Linked DNA regions of Rattus norvegicus: all the other regions are linked to region 2. The links are chromatin contacts, called in public Hi-C maps. All regions are on one chromosome and are shown on one strand. The core of a region is the stretch at or near the end of the contact, and the rest is flanking DNA. Distances in the headings are between cores, read along the strand shown.

Region 1 (3,910 bases), core at 1,344-3,843, 490 kb before region 2:
TGCATGCAGAGGCCAGCAGTGCCTGCAGAGGCCAGAAGAGGGCGTCAGATCCTCTGAAACTGGAGTTAAAGGTGGTTGTGAACGGGTGAGTCATCATGCCAATACTGAGAATTGAACCCAGGTCCTCTGGAAGAGCAGCCAGTGCACTTGACCATTGAGCCATCTCTCCAACCCCCTGGGTGGCCATCCTTGATAATTATTCCAGGTGCATAAAACACCGGGAGACAGAAAGTGAGTGCGATGTGGGACTAAGATTTGCATTGTACTTGCAACCGATAGCTTCTTCCTCCTTCTCTTCTTCCTCTCTCTTTTCTCCTTCCCCCTTCTTCTTTCATGACTTCATGCTGTGTAATTGACTCCCGGGGCAGAAACTGTCAGCTTTGGATGTGATCTTGTCTTCTGAGGCTTTAGTGAGAACGACTTGCCCATCTGAGCGTGTTCTGTGGTATGCAATGTTACCTGCCTTCTACTCAGCTGCTTCTCCCTGTGTTCAAGGAAGCCTAACATGTTGGCACGCCTGCTGGCTTCCATGGCCTCAGATTGGATGGGCGAGAAATCTAGCACGACACGAGGAACATGGCGTCCTGAGGTAGCCTGCACACCAGCTAGCTTCTCAACCCAGTCTTACAGCATGCAAACAAACAGGGCTAGAGGAATGGCCTCAGCAGGGAAGAAAACTTGCTGTGTTAGCAGGAGCACTTGAATTCTAATCCCAAAGATGGGTTTAGAAAGCCTGAAGTGGCTGCAATCCTGTCTGTAACTCCACTGCTGTGTGGGACAGAGACAGGAGGATGGCTGAGACTTGCTGGCTACCAGCCTGGCTCCAGGTTCAGTGAGAGACCCTCTGTCAAGGGAATTAGTGCAGACTTCCAAGATCCTCTTCTGCTTCTCTGACCTTTGTGAGTCTCTAAACTTACCCACCTCCCCTGCTCCCACTCCACCCTCCCAGCACGCACACAAAAACATACACAGATACACAAACACACATACACAGACACACACACACACACAACACACACAGATACACAAACACACACACAGACAGACACACACACACAAACACACACAGATACACAAACATACACACACAGTCAGACACATGCAAATACACAGATACACACAGATACACACAAATGCACGCAGAGACACAAACACACACACAGACACACATACAGACACAAACACATACAGAGACACACAAACACAGACACATACACACATAAACATACACACAGACACACAAGACACACACATGCACACACATACATACACACAAACACACACATAGACACACACAGACACACAAACACACACATACATACACGTATACACACATACACAGACACACATGCCTACACACACTCATACACACACAAAAACATACACAGACACACACACAAACACACAGCCACACACAGCCACACACACAAACACACACAGAGACACACACAGACACACACGCATACACACACACACAAAAAACAAACACGGACATACACACACACAAACATACACACAGACACACAAAGACACACACAGCCACACACACACACACACACACACACATACACACAGAGACCAGAGATTTTAGATTTTTTTGATTTTTGTTGTGCACCTCTCAGGACTGAGCATCTCCACTTCCCTGGAGAGATGCAGGGTATTCGAGTCGGGGACTTGGGTAGCTTTTCACATCCAAGCAAGTCTCTTTCTTCACCCCACATTACCAGAGCAATTACTTCATCAAGGTTTCACATCTTTTGGTCACCCCTCCTGACCTCTGAGCATTCGACCCAGACTATGGGTTTGGATTAAGTTGTCACAGGTCTTGATTTGATCAGGGGAAAAGAAATTAAAATGGACAAAAAGAAAGGAGGCGAAGCAATTTTCTCTTTTTCAATCAGCTAAACAACACTTTGTGGAGACGGGGGAAGCGTCCTTCAGCACTGAAGCCTGTACTCATGATTGCCTGGAGAGCCCTGCCTGTGCCTCAGCCTAGTATCATCCTTGGGAATCTAATTGCATCGGCTTTGTCGTGAGTGCCCATACACATTTAAGAAGATTTATATGCCTGCGCTCCAAGAGTTCTAGAACCTCTCCTCATTTCATCTGCAATCAGTCTGACGTTGGCTGTTTTCCAGGCTTAATGGCTGAAAGGTCCCCTCGAAAGGGGGGGAAAGAATTCACTGATAGACTTTAATGATGTTTTGTGCGAGGGCTAATTCTTCATAAAAGCCTGAAAAAGAAAAACTGTCCCCCCAAGATCCAGACACCAACATGACTGCAGACTTTCGGATCTCCTCTTTGCCAGCCTTCCTCTCGGCCTGTGGACTGTCAGCAGTGGATCTGCTTTTGTAAATAGAGAATAGCTTCCTGACAGTTTAATGGGGTTGAAAAAAAGAATTGCCTTTTCTTTCACCCCATGTAGTGCTGATGAACCATAGTGGGGGATTTTCGAGAGAGATAAGATCCTAAATACGGGGCTACAACAAACAGAGATAATCTTACCACATTTCTTGCCGTAGTCTGTCTACCAGGCAACAGCAAGTTCACTTGATGGGGTGGGAGGAGGACCCAGGGCAGATCGCCAGCTGGACAGTCTGAAGGGAGGCGATCTGGGAGGTGGCAAGAGGGGACAGAGGCAGCAGCTGGTGGCCTTTCTTGGTACGCCCGCTCTGCTTCAGTGAGCCCCCTGACTGCCTTGGATGACTCCCTCTCTTCAAACTTTTTCAAGTGCTCTTTGCATCCAACATCGTCATCTGAGATTTGCTTTTGAACTTGGCAGTCCTTCTGTCTGCCTTTGCTTTTTCTGCACACGAAGCAGTTTTAAGCACCCTGGCAAATGCTAAAGGAAGTAGAACCAGGACTCAGAGACATGGATCTCACTCACCAAGAATGCTGGTTCATGCCTATAATCTCGGCCCTTTGAAGACCGAGGCAGGAGGATTTCTGTAAGTTTGAGGCCAGCCTCGGCTACGGGGTGAGGCCGTCACTCAAAACAAAACAGAATGCCCCAAAACAACACCCCCCATTGAAATTATAATTTTGATTACGAATTGAAAGTTTCCCCCAGCTTTAATTATAAAAATGGAATTAATAGTAATAACTTGCATTGAGTACCTGAACACCAAACCACAATAATCAGGGATCGGATGAGATGACACACATGAGTACATTTGAAATACTTTAGATACGTGCAATATTTGGTGGTTAGTACGTGCATCCCAGTACGAAAGATTGGCTTCCTGTTCATCGGTTTCTTCTGGTAACTGAAGAGATACATTTGAAGGTGGCCGCAACGCTTGCTGTCCTACTAGTTCTGTGTGAGGGAGTGCCGGCTAGAATTTAGCCCTGCTCTCAGGGCATCCCAGAACCCAGCACGTCACATTGGGAAGCGACTGCTCCTACCGCTTTAAGGCCACTATTAATTCAGGTGCAAACCAAACACTGCTGAGTTCAGTTTTGTTTCCTTACCCAGGAAAGTGGATTGACAGCCTCAACTGAGAGGAATCATTCAGCCGATTTGAGAAATGCTAAAGACCGAGCCACTTTTGCGTGGGGATGTTGGAGTCAAAGAGCTCCCCCTAACTCTAGCTGCTTTGGTCCATAAGCTAAACTGTGCGATTTGAGAATGTCACACAACCTCTCTGAGACTTATCACATAGCCATGTTCTTGCAGAGAGATTAGTAACATAGCCATGAATAGTCAAGACGCTTCTTATATTCTGGGCAGAATATGCTAGAAATCTATGCAGATAGAGGAAGTCTATGTGGATGGAAACAGAAAGACTAAAGAGAAAGTCACATTACTTTTTGCTATAGAGAGGAAGAAAGTGGGGTTCTGGCTGGCATAATGCAGGCTTAGTGCTTCCAGAGGCAGTATTTAGAGGCTGGAGGGATGGCTCAGCAGTTA
Region 2 (4,054 bases), core at 1,113-3,612:
GCCTGCCTATGAATGCTAGTCTAACCCAGCCTGTGGATCAGACATGTAGAAGAACGCCTGACTGGAAGCCACAATGGAGCTCAGCGGGCAAGCATATGCCCCCAAAGACTCAAAGCCCCGGTCAGTGGACTCACGAGCGCTTAGGTGTGAGGGTCCCCACTACGGATTCCAGAACCGCCCTCCTCCGCACTCGACCCCTCACATTCTTGCATCTTCAACCTGCACCTCAGACTGCGTCTGTTTTTCATTATCCCGCTTTCCAACTTCCCAGCGCGATTCTTCAGCCGCTATTAAGGCAATAAGGGAGAGGAGCTACACTAAGTTTTTGCTTATTCAACAGCCAGCCTGGGGAATATCACCTCGGAAGGAAAACGTGAATGAAGCGTGCTTCTCAGACTCTTCCATCATCAGAGAATACCTTTGCAACCACACACACACACACACACACACACACACACACACACACACACACACACACACACACAGAATTCTCAGCCTCTAAAGCAAAGGGCACCTGCGCGCCGTTGCTCCACAACTTGCCATAGAATTCATGTATGACAGAGCACTTGATATTAAGAACACAAACCCCGGGGCTGGGATTTAGCTCAGTGGTAGAGCGCTTACCTAGGAAGCGCAAGGCCCTGGGTTCGGTCCCCAGCTCCGAAAAAAAGAACCAAAAAAAAAAAAAAAAAAAAAAACACAAATCCCTCTCTCCAACACCTTGATAGCAGACTTTTTTAAAATGATAAAGCACATCAACCTGGACCATAAGTCTGAGAAAGGGAGGGGGGTTTATACAGCTGGTCACATATTTGAGATTACAAGAGCAAACCTTGCTGGCTGCAATCAGTTTCCACAGAACCATCTCTATACAAATATAAAATCAGACCAATGTGCTGACAGTTCGCTGTGCCCTTCCCTGTAGCCACTGGTTAGGTTTATAAGCAACAGCATCGTCCCCCGCCCCCAACCGTACCCCTAAAACTGCACACGAGAAGCGTCACAGTTTTTGACTTTGGCCCTAAATCGATTAAAGTACATCTGATAGGCTTTAAATCAAAGAACCACGTTCATTTCTGCCACACGCCACACAAAACTCTTTTCTGCAAAAGTCAGTCACTTTGAACCCAACTCTAGCCACAAGCAGTGTAGATTTCAAGGGCCTGATCTGCAGAGGGGGAAGGAAAAAGGACAACAGTCCAAAGTTGGGACAATACTGAGCCCCCGAGGCACCCCAGCAGAACTTCAGCTGTTGGGGGAGGGGGGCTCGCCAGACCCCTTGAACAATTTAGTGGTCCTGCAGCCAGGACCTGGTAAGGCAAGGGAGCCTGCTGCAAACCAGCTGTGTGTCTGAATGGCCACCCCTACCCTGGATATGTCATGCTTGCCAGAGGCCGGAATGCAAACTGTCAGAAAACCTCAGACATTCAGTAGTGCCATTTAGGTTTGATAGGCAGGAAGAGTCTGTCGTCTTTTGCAGCAAGAGCAGCATCGGGGTAATCAAGCATACCAGTGAAAAGACGCGGAGAAGTGGGACTGTGGGTGGATGGGAAAGAAGCGAGGGTCCGGAGCAACTACAGGACACAAGGCTTGAGAGTCCAGCTTCACCGCTGACGATACAAATAAGGAACTCCCGGGCAAGGTCTGAAGGTGTGTCTTTGGGGAAGACCCCTAAAGTTGCGAAATGTTGGTGAATCCTAATCACTACTTTGCTAGCTGGGATTAGAAAGGGGGGAGGGGGAGAAGCCCCCAAAATAAGTGCAGACAGGATGTAACAAGTGTTTTCCGAGATATACACCTGAGTCACGGGGTGCTGAAAGGAGCGTGAAGAGTCTGACTAGGGGACTCCTGCCAAGGCACCCCTTGGTGGAGAGATCCCCGGTGATGTGGTGTCCACAGACCGTCTCCCCCCTCTTGGTCCACCACGGAACTAGCCCGATCCCCTCCAGGGATTTCCCTTACTCACCACTCGGCCTGAAAACCTCTCCGTGGCTCTCTTGACTTTGCCGTAGGTACCTTTGCCCAGGGTCTCTTGCAGCTCATAGCGATGCTTCAAGTTGTGTTTGTGGTGATGTCGCTTCACCCCGTGCGGCTTCCTGGGTTCCACTGGAGCAGCAGTCGCCCCGGCCACTACCTCCCGCGGAGAGCCGGGCAAACCCGTCTCCACAGCAGGGCCATCCCCTGCCGCGGACACTGCCGCCCCTTCCATGACCAAGCGCCAGGCAAGCCGAGCTGGAGAGGGCTGGACCCGGCACGGGGGCTCGGGGTGGTCCCTGCCGAGGGAAACCGGGGTGCGTTCAAGGTCGCCCCCGCAGCAGCATTGCTGAGACGACCCGACCTGGCTCTGGCTGCCGCCGGGGCACTAGCGGCGGCGGCGACTGCACATCTGGAGTCCCGGGCGCGCACGCTCCGCGCACCGCCCCCTGGCCGGCCGCGGCAATCTGCGGAGCGTCCGGCGAGGTGGCAGCGGTGTCGGGGGAGGCGGTAGTGTTGGCGAGAAGGAGGGAAGAGGGTGGCTCCGAGCGCTGGAGGGGAGTGTTATGTGGGGCGCCGCGCCCCCCGCCCCCTCGCCGGGAGAACGCGCAGACGGGGCGGGGCGAGAGGGGAGCGCGGGGCGGGCTCCCGGGTGTCCCCACCTCCGCGCTGGGCCACCGCGCAGGGAGGGGGCGGGGTGCGTGTCGTCGTTCACTCTTTGTGCGGCGCGGCGCAGGCCCGGGCGGCGGCCAAGTCGCTTTGTCCTCGCCGGGTGGGGACGCTAGGTCCCGGGTGGGGTCGAGGTGGAGGGGGGCGGTCGTCAGTGCGCTTGTCCCCTCCCTGAGAGTCCCGCACTCACCCTCCGGAGCTACTGCGGGCGTTCCGCAGCTAGCTTAGGCCTATCGGCCTCGGATAAAGCTCACGGGGCCCTGAGGCCGCAGAGGCGACAACGCACAGAGCCAGGCGCACGCTCTGTGACCAGAGGCTGCAGCCTCCCGGGCCACCCTTCTTAATGTTTGTTCTGGTGTGGCAGAGGCCGCCAGGCCCGCGGGAGCTGGGGGAGGCCGGGGAAAGGAGGCCCAGAGGTGTTGGGTTACCGGCGGTGAGTCACGGTCCGCTCCAGCAGCAGAGGCCCTGCAAGCCCCCAGCTCCGGCACGGTCAGGGCAGCGCCCTCCTGGAGCAACCGCAGGGCCTGGAAAGTCCCCAGGAGGGATGCTTCGGGACCCCCGGCTCTCTCGGGGGGAAAAGGCGGAGTCAGGAACGAAGGGAGGCTCGAAGGAGGAACCCGGCCCTTCGCCAGGGCGCCCATCTCCCGGTAAAGTCCGGGAGTCCGACAGGGACAACCACCGAAAAAACCAGATGTAAGGGCCTGGATGGACCTGGGTGCCCTGAGCTGCCCAGCACCATAGAAAGGCCCCTTTCTGAGGCGGACAAACCATGGCTGGGATAAGCCAGGGCCTAGGCCTACTGAGCTATTCCTTGTCCAAACCAGAGGCCACTTGCTGGCCTCTTGACCCCCTCAGGCGATGGAAATTTTCCTTTGACTAAAAAGGCTAGATCTCACCCCACCAGGTGAAGGTCAGGCAGGAAGGCCTCCCAGCAAGGCTGCCCTGGTTCTCCTAAGATGAAGGGAAGGAAAAATAAGGCGTTGAGGGGGAAAAAAAATAAAGGTATCTTGAGACATTTTTCAAAGTAATTTCACATAAATTACATTGTTCCAGACTAGGATGGGAAGACCTGACAGGAAGAGCGTCTGGTGTATTCCCGCAAGTACTGGAGCTTCCTTCTGCAGCTCTCGGGTTCCTCCCGCCCTCCGAATTCCTTCTGTCTTCACTCCTGTCCACTTATCACCTTACACTGGACTCAGGCAACAGCCTGCCTGCACGAGACCCTTCCCCCAACCCCCCAAGCCCCTGCTGTCAGAGTCGTGGCCTGAAATACACCTCAGTACCCATTATCGGCCCTCACTCCTCTGCTCCGTTCTGGACTTGATAGTGGTCTTATCTCCAAACGTTATTTACTTGTCTTACTGATGCCTGAAACCCCTCTGCCCGTCTCTGCCTACCTTAAAAGCACTCA
Region 3 (4,026 bases), core at 1,219-3,718, 370 kb before region 2:
CATCCAGACCCGACTGTGGGGTGTCTCATATCCTGACTCTAAACACCAAAAGTTCAGGGGGAAAAAATTAACAAAAGCAACAGTGTAGAAATAAGCGAAGTTGCTCACGGTGATTCAGGGTCGTATTATCATCATCTAGATGTGTGTCCCCTTCCCAGACTGCAGCTGAAACTCGATCTCCAATGTTGTATGTTAATGTATGTGGAAGTCGAGCCGTTGAGGTGAGAGGTCTTAAGGGTGTCACCCCATGACAGCAATTATAAGAAGAGAAAGAACTGGGGGTTGGTGATTTAGCTCAGTGGTAGAGCGCTTGCCTAGCAAGCGCAAGGCCCTGGGTTCGGTCCCCAGCTCCAAAAAAAAAAAAAAAACAAACAAACAAAAAAGAAGAGAAAGAACCAAGGGAAGCTGCTCCAACTTGCCACATGGCGCTCTGGCTTTGCCATGCTCGATGCAGCAAGGCTCTTATAGGTGGCTTCCCAGAGTGGAGAGCCTAAGAAGCCCCTCTTCAGTGCTATGAACAGGAGCTGGACTCAAAGAAGAGAGAGTAGCCACTTGGATTTGTTATGCCCACTTCATTCTCTGCTATCATACTGCAGATTGCCTTTTTCATTTGTGTGACATTTTATTTATTTTTATTTTATGCATGTGAGGGTTTGCCTGGATGCGTGTCTGAGCACCATGTGTCTCATGCTATGTCCAAGGAGGACAGAGTAGATGTAAGATCCCGTGGGACTGGAGTCCCAAATGGTTGTGAGTTACTACATGGTTGCTGGGAAAAGCCAAGTTCAGTGCAAGACCAGACAGTGCTCATAACTGGGGAGATGTCCCTCTAGACACATACCTAGATTTCTAAGGATTTTATATGGCTGCTCAAGAGGAGCGTGTAGAAACATGTCGCTCAATCACCTACCTGCTGTCACTCCCTTTCCCAAGGTGGCCTTGGCAAACAATGCCAAATCCTAATGAATGTGTTCTACTTGAAGGGGGAACACCTCTGTTTTTAATGGTGCTGTGATCTGGGCTAATGCCAATGTCTGTTTGGTTCTGCCCCAGTTAAAGTCCCAGCTGCCCAGCCGTGCTGTATCTGAGAGACTCAGCCTTAAGTCTCCACAGACATTTGGTCTTCGGGAGCTTGCATTTTAGCCACTGTGCTTTGGGCTCTGCTCACATCCCTCCAGCTTTTCCCAGATTCAGCCTCCCATCCCTATTCACTCTACTTCGTGTCTTTGAAACAAACCAAAACCAAAACCTTTCGACGACCAAATGGTGCCGCCCCCCCAAATATTCTTAGAGGTATGGTCTTTCACTGGAGCATGGGTAACCAACCAGGGCTACACCCATAAAGACGATGACCTTTCCTCTCAGCTAACAATTGTCACTGGTTCCATGGCTAGGGGTGGGACAGTGTGTCCATCTTCCGTCTCCATGCTGGGACATGGTGTGGCTTGAGCTTGCACAGACTTTGTGCATCCTGTCACAAATGCTGTGAAATCATATGTGTGGCTTCTCTTCTAGTCATCTACTGTCTCTGGATCTTAGATATTTTTTTGCCCTCTCTTCTGTAAAGTTCCCTCAGCATTGTGTGTATGCAGAACATGTATGTATATGTATATGTATATGTATATGTATATGTATATGTATATGTATATGTATATGTATATGTATATGTATATGTATATGATGTATATGTAGTATATGTATATGTATATGTATATGTAGTATATGTATATGTATATGTAGTATATGTATATGTATATGTATATGTAGTATATGTATATGTAGTATATGTATATGTATATGTATATGTAGTATATGTATATGTATATGTAGTATATGTATATGTATATGTATATGTAGTATATGTATATGTAGTATATGTATATGTAGTATATGTATATGTATATGTATATGTATATGATGTATATGTATTTATATGTGTATATGTATATGCATATGTATTTATTGGCTTTAGGGATAGTCATTTTGAAGTCTCTTATTCTCTACACGTTGACCAGCTGTGGTCTCCGTGTTAATCACCATCCTCTGCACATAGAAGTTTTTCAGATGAAGGCTGAGAGATACATTGATCTATGGGTGTAACAATAAGTCAGTTTAAATCTCTCCCCATTTAGCAGTTTCAAAGTAGGGTTTACATGTATCTTATGCACTGGTGTAATTTGTCTTTATTGGGCCCGATGTGTCGAGCTTACTGTCCCCGACTTGACTGTTCTTCACTTTGCCTCCTCAGGGACATTTTAAAGATCTACCACAAACACATACTGATATTTTATTTATAGGACTGCTATTCCCAAATGCTTTCTAAGGTATATAAAGATGTCAACATTGACAGCTCTTTCTTTGCTGCGGCGAGAGATAATAATCAAAATGTTAGACCAGGTCTTAATTGATCTATGGGAGGAGGGAGGCCTGATTCCTTAAGGAAGATCTACAGTCAGGTTAGAGAAAGATGGGGACTCGACTGTCAAAAAGGGGACGGAGGTGTGGGGAATCTGGGAAGAGGTCTTCTGTGTGCCCTGAAATGTGGCGTCCCTTTTAGCTCTACCCAGGAAGCCTTCAGATTTTGCAGTCATGTAGGAATGCCTTCATTGTACAAATGCGGAGAAATCTTTCACCTCTCGCTGTGTTTGGGGATGGGATTGTTCTTTGGGGAGACATGAGGAAACATTGAGTCATGCAGCAAGAATGGAATGAGGCAAACCACACCACGGCAGGATCTGAAGTTCACCAGTCTGCAATGAGCAGATCCCAAGTCTCTGACGAAGTCTTCTATGGACTGACAGCCCTCGCGGTATTGAGGGGGTTCAGAGTAGTTAGGACTTGAAACATGTTAACAAGGATTACCATTCATAAACCTATCTTACAAACACTGTCTCCAGACATGCATACTCCACATGGAAACACACACACATGCACACACACACATATGCACACACACATGCACACACACATACACACACATGCACACACACATGCACACACACATGCACACATGGAGATGCATACACACACATATACACACATACACACAAAGATACACAGTCACGTGTTCCATATGCACACAGACACACAGGCACACACATGTAGACCATATTACAAAGCATACCCACACATAAACACATACACTAATACACATACATACATATGTGTACATGGGCATACATTCATAACATACACATAGATGCACACACAGATACACACAGAGATAAGAACACATATACATATATACATGCAGACATAAATACACACATGCACACAAAAACACTCACATCTACACTCTTTCAGTCTCTCTCTCTCACACACACACACATACACACACATGCACACACACACACATGTTCAAGAGAAAGCATGTACCCTTTCTCCCCAGAACTCTGTGCTATGATTCTTACAAGGATTGCTGGGATGAATGTGCTGTGTCACCCTGACAAATCTCTTCTTTCCATCTAGCACACTAAGGAATACCCTCTCTGAGCTCCACTCGGTGGGCAGTAAGAGTTTCACTCTTACTGTGTCATCACTGGGCTTTCTGTCTGCATCAGGTCTCTGTGGAACATTTCTGGTACCCAGCAAACGGAAAGGCACTGAGCTTGGAGTCTCATGAACAGGTTTATCGACTTTGTCGTGTGCCTTTTCCTGGAAAGATGTAAACAGATCGAGGAAACAGTTCCATCCAAGCCCAGCCTGGTGAAGCAATGAGTTCGCTGGGCTTACTCACCATAGCATGAGTGAGGGACTACTTTCTGAAGTGTGGGTGCCTTCGAAATATAGAAAAGCCCCACCCTGCCATGGGTGACGGTCTCCTGACATCTCGCTTCCCTAGTGGCACCTCCGGAGATGACACGCAGCTTGAGAAGAATTACGTGCAACAGAGGAGGGAGAGGGTCCATGAAATCCCAGGCTGTACGGATTCTCTCCCCTCCTTCTATGTAGGAAGCTCATTACTAACGGGCCTCATCATGCGGAGGGCCTCCTGTGGTTAACTGAAGCGGCTATCCTTAAGATGGT

Evidence for each region. Hi-C and Micro-C count contacts between places; a contact is called where the count stands out from the background.
Region 1: a contact with region 2 is called in a Hi-C map of frontal cortex, with 1.7 times the contacts expected there. The contact joins the enhancer-like site here to the promoter of Nuak1 in region 2. A contact is called at or near these places in 2 of 12 Hi-C or Micro-C datasets (frontal cortex and mammary epithelial cells).
Region 3: a contact with region 2 is called in a Hi-C map of the Rat2 cell line, with 4 times the contacts expected there. The contact joins the enhancer-like site here to the promoter of Nuak1 in region 2. A contact is called at or near these places in 2 of 12 Hi-C or Micro-C datasets (the Rat2 cell line and frontal cortex).

What each region holds. Positions count from the first base shown.
Region 1 is chr7:21,702,169-21,706,078 of GRCr8, reverse strand. No RefSeq gene overlaps it. Among named protein-coding and RNA genes, the nearest start is that of C7h12orf75, 240 kb to the left of the region's middle. Within about 2 kb of position 2,593, at least 11 of the 93 cell types and tissues checked have an H3K27ac peak or open chromatin away from gene starts, as enhancers often do.
Region 2 is chr7:21,216,037-21,220,090 of GRCr8, reverse strand. Nuak1 (NUAK family kinase 1) reads right to left here and starts at 2,362. Exons shown (of 7, transcript NM_001106774.1): 1 at 1,967-2,362. The coding sequence starts at 2,209. LOC120093542 (a long non-coding RNA gene) reads left to right here and starts at 2,653. Exons shown (of 2, transcript XR_010053193.1): 1 at 2,653-3,336; 2 at 3,697-4,054.
Region 3 is chr7:21,590,618-21,594,643 of GRCr8, reverse strand. No RefSeq gene overlaps it. Among named protein-coding and RNA genes, the nearest start is that of C7h12orf75, 350 kb to the left of the region's middle. Within about 2 kb of position 2,468, at least 8 of the 93 cell types and tissues checked have an H3K27ac peak or open chromatin away from gene starts, as enhancers often do.